3 separate regions of the Sus scrofa genome follow, and regions 1 and 2 are each linked to region 3. A link is a contact called in public HiChIP or PLAC-seq data. All regions are on one chromosome and are shown on one strand. Each heading gives the region's core, a stretch centred on a gene start, on an enhancer-like site or on the middle of the called end of the contact. The rest is flanking DNA. Distances are from core to core; before and after follow the strand shown. Region 1 overlaps PKD2 (polycystin 2, transient receptor potential cation channel). Region 2 holds the start of PKD2 (polycystin 2, transient receptor potential cation channel). Region 3 holds the start of ABCG2 (ATP-binding cassette, sub-family G (WHITE), member 2).

Region 1 (3,358 bases), core at 696-3,195, 180 kb before region 3:
CAAAGAGATATCTGGTTCCTGAGAGCTTCTGTACGTGTTTGGATTATAGTCCCAAATGCTGGAGTTCCCGTCGTGGCACAGTGGTTAACGAATCTGACTAGGAGCCATGGGGTTTCGGGTTCGATCCCTGGTCTGGCTCAGTGGGTTGAGGATCCGGCGCTGCCATGAGCTGTGGTATAGGTCACAGACACGGCTTGGATCCCAATTGCTGTGGCTCTGGCATAAGCCAGTGGCTACAGCTCCGATTCGACCCCTAGCCTGGGAACCTCCACATGCCGCAGGTGCGGCCCTAAAAAAGACAAGACCAAAAAGAAAGAAAGAAAAATACTCACATTACCCAGCTTGATGGGAATTTATTTATTCCATACTCTTATCTTACCAGGAACCAGTTGTCTTTGTAATAGCCCCTGGCTTCCTTGATTTTATCCATTTGGTTTGTTCTCATTCTGTTTTTTCATTAGTTGGATCTACACAAGCGAAAAAGACTTGAATGGGAGTAGCCACTGGGGAATGCTCACGACGTACAGCGGAGCTGGCTATTACCTGGATTTGTCGAGAACAAGAGAGGAAACGGCCGCTCAGCTGGCTCACCTCAGGAAACACGCCTGGCTGGACCGAGGAACCCGCGCAACGTTTATTGACTTTTCCGTGTACAACGCCAACATCAACCTGTTCTGTGTGATCAGGTGTGTACAAGGCCACACGCATCCTTCCCACTTCTGTGTGTTTGTATCCATCCTAGGGTGGAAATAGGCCAGAGCACGGCTGCCTGCCGTTGGCTAAATGAGAATGTCACGGATCAGAGCTGACAGCAAGGTGGGGCGGAAACCAAGCTTCCCAGGATAGGGATATCTGGCGGAAGGAAGTTAGGATCCTTGAATATTCTAAGTTGGGAGGAACCTTAGGTCTGGGCCAGGTGCATCCCAAAGCTGGAACATTCCCAGATAAAGCACTGTGTTTGGCTAACATCTACCCTTTCCCACGTGAAGGATGATTGGTGCTCCGTGCTCTGTTACCGAGGCCCCCAGCCATCAAATCTTGATTCCGCTCCCTTAGTTTCCCACTCTCTGATGAAGCGCATGCTATTAGAACACAGGTGCAGTAGGCAGGAGCGATGCCTGGGTTCCTATTCGAGGATCTGCTCGTGTTTGAGATCTACCAAGAGCGGGTCACGTTCCTTCTACAGACCCCATGACGTTGCGATCAGGACTGCTCCGGTGATAGGACGCTGGCAAAGACCCCACTGGCTTGCCTGGGGCTTCTTGTTCATGCATTCATTCAGCGAGCATTTAGTGGCCATTCAGTATGTGCCAGGCGCTGTTCAAGACTCTTGGGAGGCATCGGTGAACAGAATAAAGATCCCTGCCCTTGTAGAGTTCACATTCAACTAGATAAGAGAGGTAAGAGAGAAAAACAATAAAAACAAATGAATTAAATGGCATATTAGAAGGTAAAACATGCTCTAAAAAAGTGGGACGAGACAAGAGGAATCCTGAGTTCACCCACTTTAATCCTCCAGGTGAACGTGGCAGCAACATCCAAACGTTGTCGCCATGAATTACTTCCGCCAAACAAGAAGGATAAATTCTCGTGATGTCCTTATTTGGTGATTATTTTTGAGGCTAAACTCAACTCTGCATTACAGAGCTCGTTGGATTTTCCCAGTCTGTAACAACTTTGGTAGAAAATAATATCATATTAAATCAAGTAAGAGTTATCACTAAAAAATGTATGAAAATCTACTGCAATTATGAATGATTCCAGGGAGCACAGGAAGAGGATTAAAAAGCAGGCAGGACGCGCTGACATTTAAGGAAATATCTATTTATAGAAGGTATAAACGAGTATGTCTTTCACTTCCTCCACATGCTTTCCGAGTGACTGTTGTCCAGGCAGTTGCTTCATTTCTCTTAACTGTTGCTTCAGTTTCTGGAGGGGGTGACAGTGCAGAATCAGACTGGAGCTGGGAGAGTGACTCAGCACACAGCAGCCACTTCCTGCCTTGCACGTTCACACAGCGGCTGTCACGAGACTCTTTGTTTCAGTGTTGCTGTCCTGAGTGTGTGGTTCTCAGCCCCGCTCTCCAGCACATCCAATAGGAAGAAGCCAGCAGGCGGATAGTGCAAAGGAAGGAAGGTGGCTCGTGCTTTGACCAGCTCTCACTGGCCATGGTCCCTACCTGTACTTGATTATTGCTCATGCTTGAACCCTAGACACTCAGCTTCTAGGAGTGGCCACCTGTCCCGCCCGTCCTGTCATGGGAGAGATGGTGACGCCTGCGTGGACTAGAGGTTTTGCAGATGTCCTAAAATTAGGGAGCTAGAGATTCTATTTCCAGTGCGATGGGGAGATTGTACCATTAAGTGGATCATGTAACTTTCTCTGTGACATCTACGAATGACAATTCGCATCTCTGTGACAATGCGAATTTGGCAAGAAACATCTTCAGTTCTGATAAAGCGCTGAAGACCGGTGCCAAGGCTATGAATGTGAAAACGTAGGTTACTGGGTCAGACAGTCAGACATTTACCAAACACCGATTGACTATAAGGCTCTAAGTCTCAATAGCCAAAGTACCCCCTAGGCAAATTATCCCGTGCTCCTTTGTTGTTACCAAGTGCATGAATGAGAAACTCAGTCGCTATCTCTATATGTATATGAAATTCTCATCCTACTTCTCATCCTATTTATGAAGATGATGTATATTTATGTTTTTCATTGCCTACTTGAATGACTGGCATTTAATAGAAGTCCTAGAAAGGCTTGTTTGTTGATTAACTTCTGCATTTAAAAAACAAGTATACGGAGTCCCCATAGTGGCTCGGTGGAAACGAAACTGACTCGTATCCATGAGCATACGAGTTTGATCCCTGGCCCTGCTCGGTGGGTTAAGGATCTGGCGTTGCTGTGCGCTGTGGTGTAGACCGGCAGCTGCAGCTCTTATTTGACTCTTAGCCTGAGAACTTCCATATGCCACAGGTGCGGCCCTAAAAAGAAAAAAAAAAAGTACATACAACATTTTGAGTGGTATAAATTTGAGAAAAGTGAATGGGAGACTGAGAAGGAAGGATCTCTTTAATCTGAGAGGCCCCAGGAAGTCTTATTCCTTTTGTGACACAGAATTCTACAAGGATGGAGTTCCTGTCATAAAAATAGTTTGCCACTCATTTGGGGTGAGTTGCGGTTGCGGTTTTATTACCTTCTCATGCAGGGACAGAATAGATGGTGTCCTTTCCTGGCTGCCTCCACGTGTTGTCAGTGCTGATGCGGCTATTGTTTTAATTGTTCTTGTTGCAACGCAGGTTATTGGTCGAGTTCCCAGCCACAGGCGGAGTGATTCCATCTTGGCAATTTCAGC
Region 2 (2,958 bases), core at 415-2,914, 210 kb before region 3:
ACCAGGCAAGAAAACTAAAATTTGGGTGGTTATGGGCTGAACTGTGTCCCCATCAGAAATTCATATTTTGAGGTCCAACACCCCCATCCCACCCCATCAGAGTACCCCAGAATGTACTGAGGTAGGGTCTTTGAAAAGGTCATGAAGTTATAAGTGAGATCATTAGCGTGGGCCCTAAACAAACCTGACTGGTGTCCTCGTAAGAAGAGGAAACTGGGACACAGACACAGAGGGAAGATGACATGAAGACAGAGTGAAGGCTGTATCCCATCTACAAGCCCAGGAGCAACGCCTCAGAAGAAACCAACCCTGCCGACACCTTGATCTTAGACTTCCAGCCTCTAGAATTGTGAGAAAAATTAATGTCTGTGGTTAGAGACACCCAGTCTGTGGTACCCCATTATGACAGCCCTAGAAGAAAAAAATGTATACACACACACATATGTGTGTGTGTGCGCATATATATATTTATAAATATGTATACATATAAAAATATATATACCTTATACACACACACATAGAAGAAGGTTTTGAAAATTCACTAAATCAAGATACGGACATTAAATGTTAACCTTTAAGCTGGCAGAAGCCTCCACAGGTGTCGAAGCATCAACGTGACACAAGCAGGTTTGGTTCTGGAAACACAATTTGGAAACAGTGGGGACCCCAAAGTGAAGGATGATGGTGGAACTGACAGACTAAAACAAGCCATCGGGGTTCTGGGCTACATTACTGCCAATGGGAATAAGCAACAGAGGTCCTATCAGGGAGACATTTGTGGGGCAGAAGTAACACAAGTCGGGGGAAATGATGTGGAGGAGAAGAGGAGAAAGGTGAGGCAACCCTGCAGAAGTGGGAGTGAGGATGCCTCAGATCTCACCTGGGGATACAGGAGGTGAGGCAGGCTGGAAAGAAGAGGGGGAAGGATAAATTTAGTTTGGGATGGGTGCAGTTGGAGACAGCTGCCAAGCATCGAGCTGGATGTGCTCCACAGAGCGGGAATTAAGCGCCGGAGCTCGGACCTGGCATGCGATTCTGTTACTCCCAGGTCAGTCCCGGCTGCAGCAGATGCGGTGGTGGGAAGGGGACGGCTGAGATCACGCGGAGCACCAGCGATCCGAGAGCCCCAAGGCCGAATCCTTGCGGTTCCCACAATGTGTGGAGAGAGGAGCCAACCAAAGATTAAAGAAACCATCCGAAAGGCAGCAGAGTCGGGACGAGGAGGGCCGCCAAGCGCCAAGTTAGTCAGCGTTAGGGGCTAGTTGGTCGTTTTCAAGTCAAAGCTTTCCTTTGCCTCCGCTGCAGACCAGCGCAGGCTGGGTTTCGCCTGTTCGCACCACCGTCCCCTAAAATGGTTCACCCCTCTCCCCGCACTTTGGTAAATCGAGGCAGAAGTGGCTGGGTGGGGGGAACGGAGACCCAAGCCTTATTTCAGGGTCGCGCAGCCAGGGACAGCTCCAGAAGCCCTTGGCTCGCGGGTGGACGGACGGCTCGGCGAGTCCCTCCCCGCCCGAGCCCTTCCACCCGAAAGGAATGCGGCCGCCCGCGCCCGGGCTCAGGCTGCACTTGGAACGCGGACCCGGGCGCCGCGCGCCGAGCGCGCGGACCACGGGGGCGGCTGCCTTGCGCCTCCCCCTGCAGCGCGCGGCGGCCGCCGGGCGAGGCGAGGCGAGGGGGAGGCGGGCCGAGGGGGCGGGCGAGGGACGCGGGACCGCGGGGAGGTCGGGGGCGGGGAGCAGGAGCCGCGGGCCCCGGGAAGAAAAGAACATGGCTCCTGCAGCGGGCAGCGCCGAGCGGGGCACCGGGCGAGGGCGCGCCTGCAGCCAGTGACCGCGATGGTGAACTCGAGCCGCGTGCAGCCGCAGCAGCCCGGGGACGCCCAGCGGCCGGCGGCGCCCCGAACGGCGGGCCCCGGGCGGCTGATGGCGGGCGGCGGGGCCGCGGGCGCTGGCCTCGCGGCCCCGGGCGGCCTCCGCGAGCAAAGGGGCCTGGAGATCGAGATGGAGCGCATCCGGCAGGCGGCCGCGCGGGACCCTCCGGCCGGAGCCTCGGCCTCTCCCTCTCCTCCGCTCTCGTCGTGCTCGCGGCAGGCGTGGAGCCGCGACAACCCCGGCTTCGAGGCCGAGGAGGAGGAGGAGGAAGACGAGGTGGAGGGAGAAGAAGGGGGCATGGTAGTGGAGATGGACGTGGAGTGGCGCCCGGGCAGCCGGAGGTCCGCAGCCTCTTCGGCCGTGAGCTCCGCGGGCGCCCGGGGCCGGGGGCTGGGGAGCTTCCACGGCGCCGGCCATCCGAGCGGGAGGCGGCGCCGGCGAGAGGACCAGGGCCCGCCGAGCCCCAGCCCGGCCGGCGGCGGGGACCCGCTGCACCGCCACCTCCCCCTGGATGGGCAACCGCCCCGAGTGGCCTGGGCCGAGAGGCTGGTTCGCGGGCTGCGAGGTAAGCGCGCGGGACCCGCAGCGGCTGATGCACGAACCAGAACCGCGGGCGCCGCGGGAGCCATCGCCCGCCGGGGCAGCTTTCCGGGGGCTCCACCTCGCGTACCCATTGCGTCCCCGCCTCCCCTGGAAGCGCCTTCCCCACCTCTGCTAAAGCTGCTCTATTTCCGGTGCCCATCGCTGAATTCCAGGGCGCCCTTGTTGGTGCAAACTTATTGGATACCTCCTTCTTCTAAAGGAAGACGTGCCTGCTTATCTTTACCTTTGGAAATAGTGAAAGCCGTAGTAGAGTGAAAGGGTACATCTGGAGATTTTTTTTTTTTTTTCTTGTTAGGGAAAAGAAAAACAGACTAATACAGATGGTGGTTGCAAGCACATATTTGCTCATTTTACCTAATTTTCTACCTAGTAGAAAAATTTGTCCTAGTACCCATGGTCTTCCGCCGGCCTGGATGCCCTAGTGCCCCTTATCCGATTCTGGAAAGGGTAGGCAGTTCAGCGGGAGGAGGGCCATTGAGTAGTT
Region 3 (3,030 bases), core at 467-2,966:
AGGAAAGCGACCACCACAGCAAGCTGTCCTAGAACACGTGCCACTGCATGGTCTATGGGGCGGGCACCCAGGAGGCGCTCCCACCGCCATTCTTCAGTCTCCTCTGCATCCTGCTGTGATGCCAGACTTGCCAGCAGAAGCAGGCGCTGGGAGAAGCTTCTCCAAGGACATGGTATATTTCCTGCCTGAATTCTCCTCTTCCCTTTTTATTTTAGCCTCCAGGATGTAATTTAACCTGCTCCCCACATCCGTTCCAATGTGCTCCCCCACAGGGACTCTAGAGGTATTTTATTTTCCATCTCTTCTCCTCAAAGCTTCATGAATGCTTAATAAATATAAATGCTGAGGAGTTCCCATTGCGCCTCAGGGGTAACAAACCCAACTAGTATTCATGACGATGAGGGTTCGATACCTGGCCCTGCCCAGTGGGTTAAGGATCCGGCATTGCTGTGGCTGTTGTGCAGGGATCTGACTCCTAGCCTGGGAACTTCCACATGGCACACATGTGAAAAAATAAATAAATAAATGCAGAAATCCATTTTGGATGTAAGTGCATTTTAATACCATTTGGATGCAAAAAAAAAAAGTGTTTTTCAAGGGAACTCTTGCTGAATGCCCAGGATGGAACAAAGATGACCAATAAATATTTGTTACTATGAATATGCTTTTTTTTTCTGAAAGTGGAATGAGCTTTTATAGTTCTACTATTAAGCAAGAAATGTAATTCACCTTTACCAGTATTTTTTTAACTGTTTGCTAGATTTAAAATCTCATTTCTTTTGCCATATAGTTTCTGTATTCTCATGTCTTCAGTATTATCTTAAACAAATATTGTAATAAGCCAGTTAATTTTTGTAGTTAGTTATTAAAAGTCAACTACCCACAGAAAAATTACAAAAGGGAGCTCAGTAACTTTAGCAAAACATCCAAAGTTGTGGACAAACTTTATGTCCTGGGGAGAAGAAAAAGACGTAGAATATATTGGTTAATCCCTTTAAAAGTATTAACATCAACAAATTTCTCTCCCACTTCCATCCTCAGTAAGTTTTTATCCATCCAATATCAACTGTAGCTTTACACAATTGGGAAAAAGCCAGAGTTTTACCAACCAGCTCTTTACATACACCCTACCAGACATGGAATCAGCTGCCCCAAGGCATTGTTTCCTGAGAAAGAGTCAAAATTTTCGGTCTGGGACCCCTAGACTGGGAACATCCATGTGCCACGGGTGCAGCCCTAAAAAAAAAAAAGACAAAGAGACCAAAAAAAAAAAAAAAAAAAAAAATGTGTTATCTGGAGTTCCCTCTGTGGCACAAGGGGATCTGAGCACTGGGATGCTGGTTTGATCCCCTCCAGCACAGTGGGTTGTGAATCCTGTGTTGCTGCAGCTGCAGCTTAGGAAGCAAGTGCAGCTCAGATCCGATCCCTGAACCAGAACTCTGTGTGCCTCGTGGTGGCCAAGAAAAAGAACACAAAATGAAACGAAAAAAAATTTTTTTCAGTCTGTTTCAGACTCACTTTCAAGTGAAACTGGAAGGAACTAATGAAAACCTAATCATTTCAGTAGTACAGTTTCCTATTGTCCACCAAATGAACACGCAATACCCACGGACCTCTCAAGCCACACACATCCCAATCGGCTTTCACAATATACTTACTCAGCTTAATAACGGTTCAGTTCAACCAAGGGCTCCAATCTCAGGAACTCTTATGCTCAGAGGCAGAGCACTAACAATCATTTATATAAACGCTGAGATGAGTCAGCGGGACCAAACATACCCTGCGGAAGCAGGTCCCACTTACAACGACATCAAGCACCTGTGCTGTGCTCTCTAAACGGTGAAGACCTTTTCCAAAAACTCCCCGGCTGCTTTCCAGGCTGCCTCCGTCCAGCGTCTCCCCAGCCAGGGAGTCCGACCGCCGGGGACTCCCTCTCCGGTCTCACGCGCTTGGGACTCGGTCTGCACCGGCGCAGGACTCAGGACACAGCCCGCGCCCGGGGCAAAGTCCGGCGGGGGCGACCCTCCCCGACCGGCGCCCACGGCCCAGCCCGAAGCCCACCCCCGCGCCCGCGCGCTCCCCGCACTCACAGGCGCAGCGGCCGGCCTGGGAAAGGGCCAGCTCCGCGTTACAATCACGGTCTAGGGCGGCGGCAGCAACCCGCGCGGTCGGGGCGGCGAGGGACGAGCGCAGGGAGCCCCGACGCCGGCTTCACTTCGCACGCTTCGGGCAGTGGGCGGTGAGTGCGCAGGACCGCGGCCCCTCCCTCGCGCCCCTGGTCCTCCAGGTCAGTGCCCGCAGGCCAGCGGAAGGCGTAGCGCCGCCTGCCCGGGGCGATAAGCGCCCGGCGCCCGGGCGGAGCGCATGCAAGTGTTGTGATCGGATCCAGCTGGGCGCTGAACCGGACTGTCTCCTGCCCGCGGGGCCCGGGTCACAGAAATGAGTATCCCAGAGCATGCAGGGACAAAGCAGAAACTCCCGCCTCGAGAGCCTGTATGAAATGGACAGTGGCGATTAGCCCTGGAAACCCCAGGACGCTACCTGGGCTGATGAACACCTGGATGGATTGGGTCGCTGCTGGTGTTCTACGCCTCTAAGCACAAGGGGACGCTGACCCCAAGGGTTTTTTTCTGTAAATATTACTATGAACAGTGTGTCTCAATCTACCTATATGTATATTTTGTCTTTTTAGGGTCGCACCCGCAGCATGTGTTGGTTCCCAGGTTAGGGGTCAAATGGGAGCTGCAGCTGGTGGCCTACACCACAGCCACAGCAAGCCAGCCTTGCCTGTGATCTTCGCCACAGCTCACGGCAAGGCAGGATCCCTGATCTACTGAGCGAGGCCAGGGATGGAACCTGCATCCTCATGGATACTAGTCAGATTCGTTTCTGCTGGGCCACTCCAGAAACTCCACTATGTACAGGTTAAATGTGTTCTTCCCACTCTTGTAATAAGTACTTCTGTTTAGTACACTGATGTGTGGAAAAACTGGAAAGCGATTGTGCAGATTCATAAAAAGGGTTCCTAAC

What was found. HiChIP or PLAC-seq counts read pairs in DNA pulled down with a chosen protein or histone mark.
Region 1: a contact with region 3 is called in an H3K27ac HiChIP or PLAC-seq map of alveolar macrophages. The contact joins the enhancer-like site here to the promoter of ABCG2 in region 3. A contact is called at or near these places in 12 of 47 Hi-C or Micro-C datasets (brain, embryonic fibroblasts, fetal liver and 7 more) and 2 of 2 datasets of contacts at active chromatin or transcription factors (alveolar macrophages and skeletal muscle).
Region 2: an H3K27ac HiChIP or PLAC-seq map of skeletal muscle shows a contact between it and region 3. The contact joins the promoter of PKD2 here to the promoter of ABCG2 in region 3. A contact is called at or near these places in 12 of 47 Hi-C or Micro-C datasets (brain, embryonic fibroblasts, fetal liver and 7 more) and 2 of 2 datasets of contacts at active chromatin or transcription factors (alveolar macrophages and skeletal muscle).

Annotation. Positions count from the first base shown.
Region 1 is chr8:131,030,143-131,033,500 of Sscrofa11.1, reverse strand. PKD2 (polycystin 2, transient receptor potential cation channel) reads left to right here. Exons shown (of 15, transcript NM_001245979.1): 5 at 462-686; 6 at 3,303-3,358. Among named protein-coding and RNA genes, the nearest start is that of PKD2, 27 kb to the left of the region's middle. Within about 2 kb of position 1,945, at least 37 of the 83 cell types and tissues checked have an H3K27ac peak or open chromatin away from gene starts, as enhancers often do. A contact at or near this core is called in alveolar macrophages, embryonic fibroblasts, fetal liver and 3 more, where this site is marked.
Region 2 is chr8:131,057,638-131,060,595 of Sscrofa11.1, reverse strand. PKD2 (polycystin 2, transient receptor potential cation channel) reads left to right here and starts at 1,664. Exons shown (of 15, transcript NM_001245979.1): 1 at 1,664-2,436. The coding sequence starts at 1,836.
Region 3 is chr8:130,852,100-130,855,129 of Sscrofa11.1, reverse strand. It overlaps ABCG2 (ATP-binding cassette, sub-family G (WHITE), member 2), which reads right to left and starts at 1,716. Exons shown (of 17, transcript NM_214010.1): 1 at 1,659-1,716.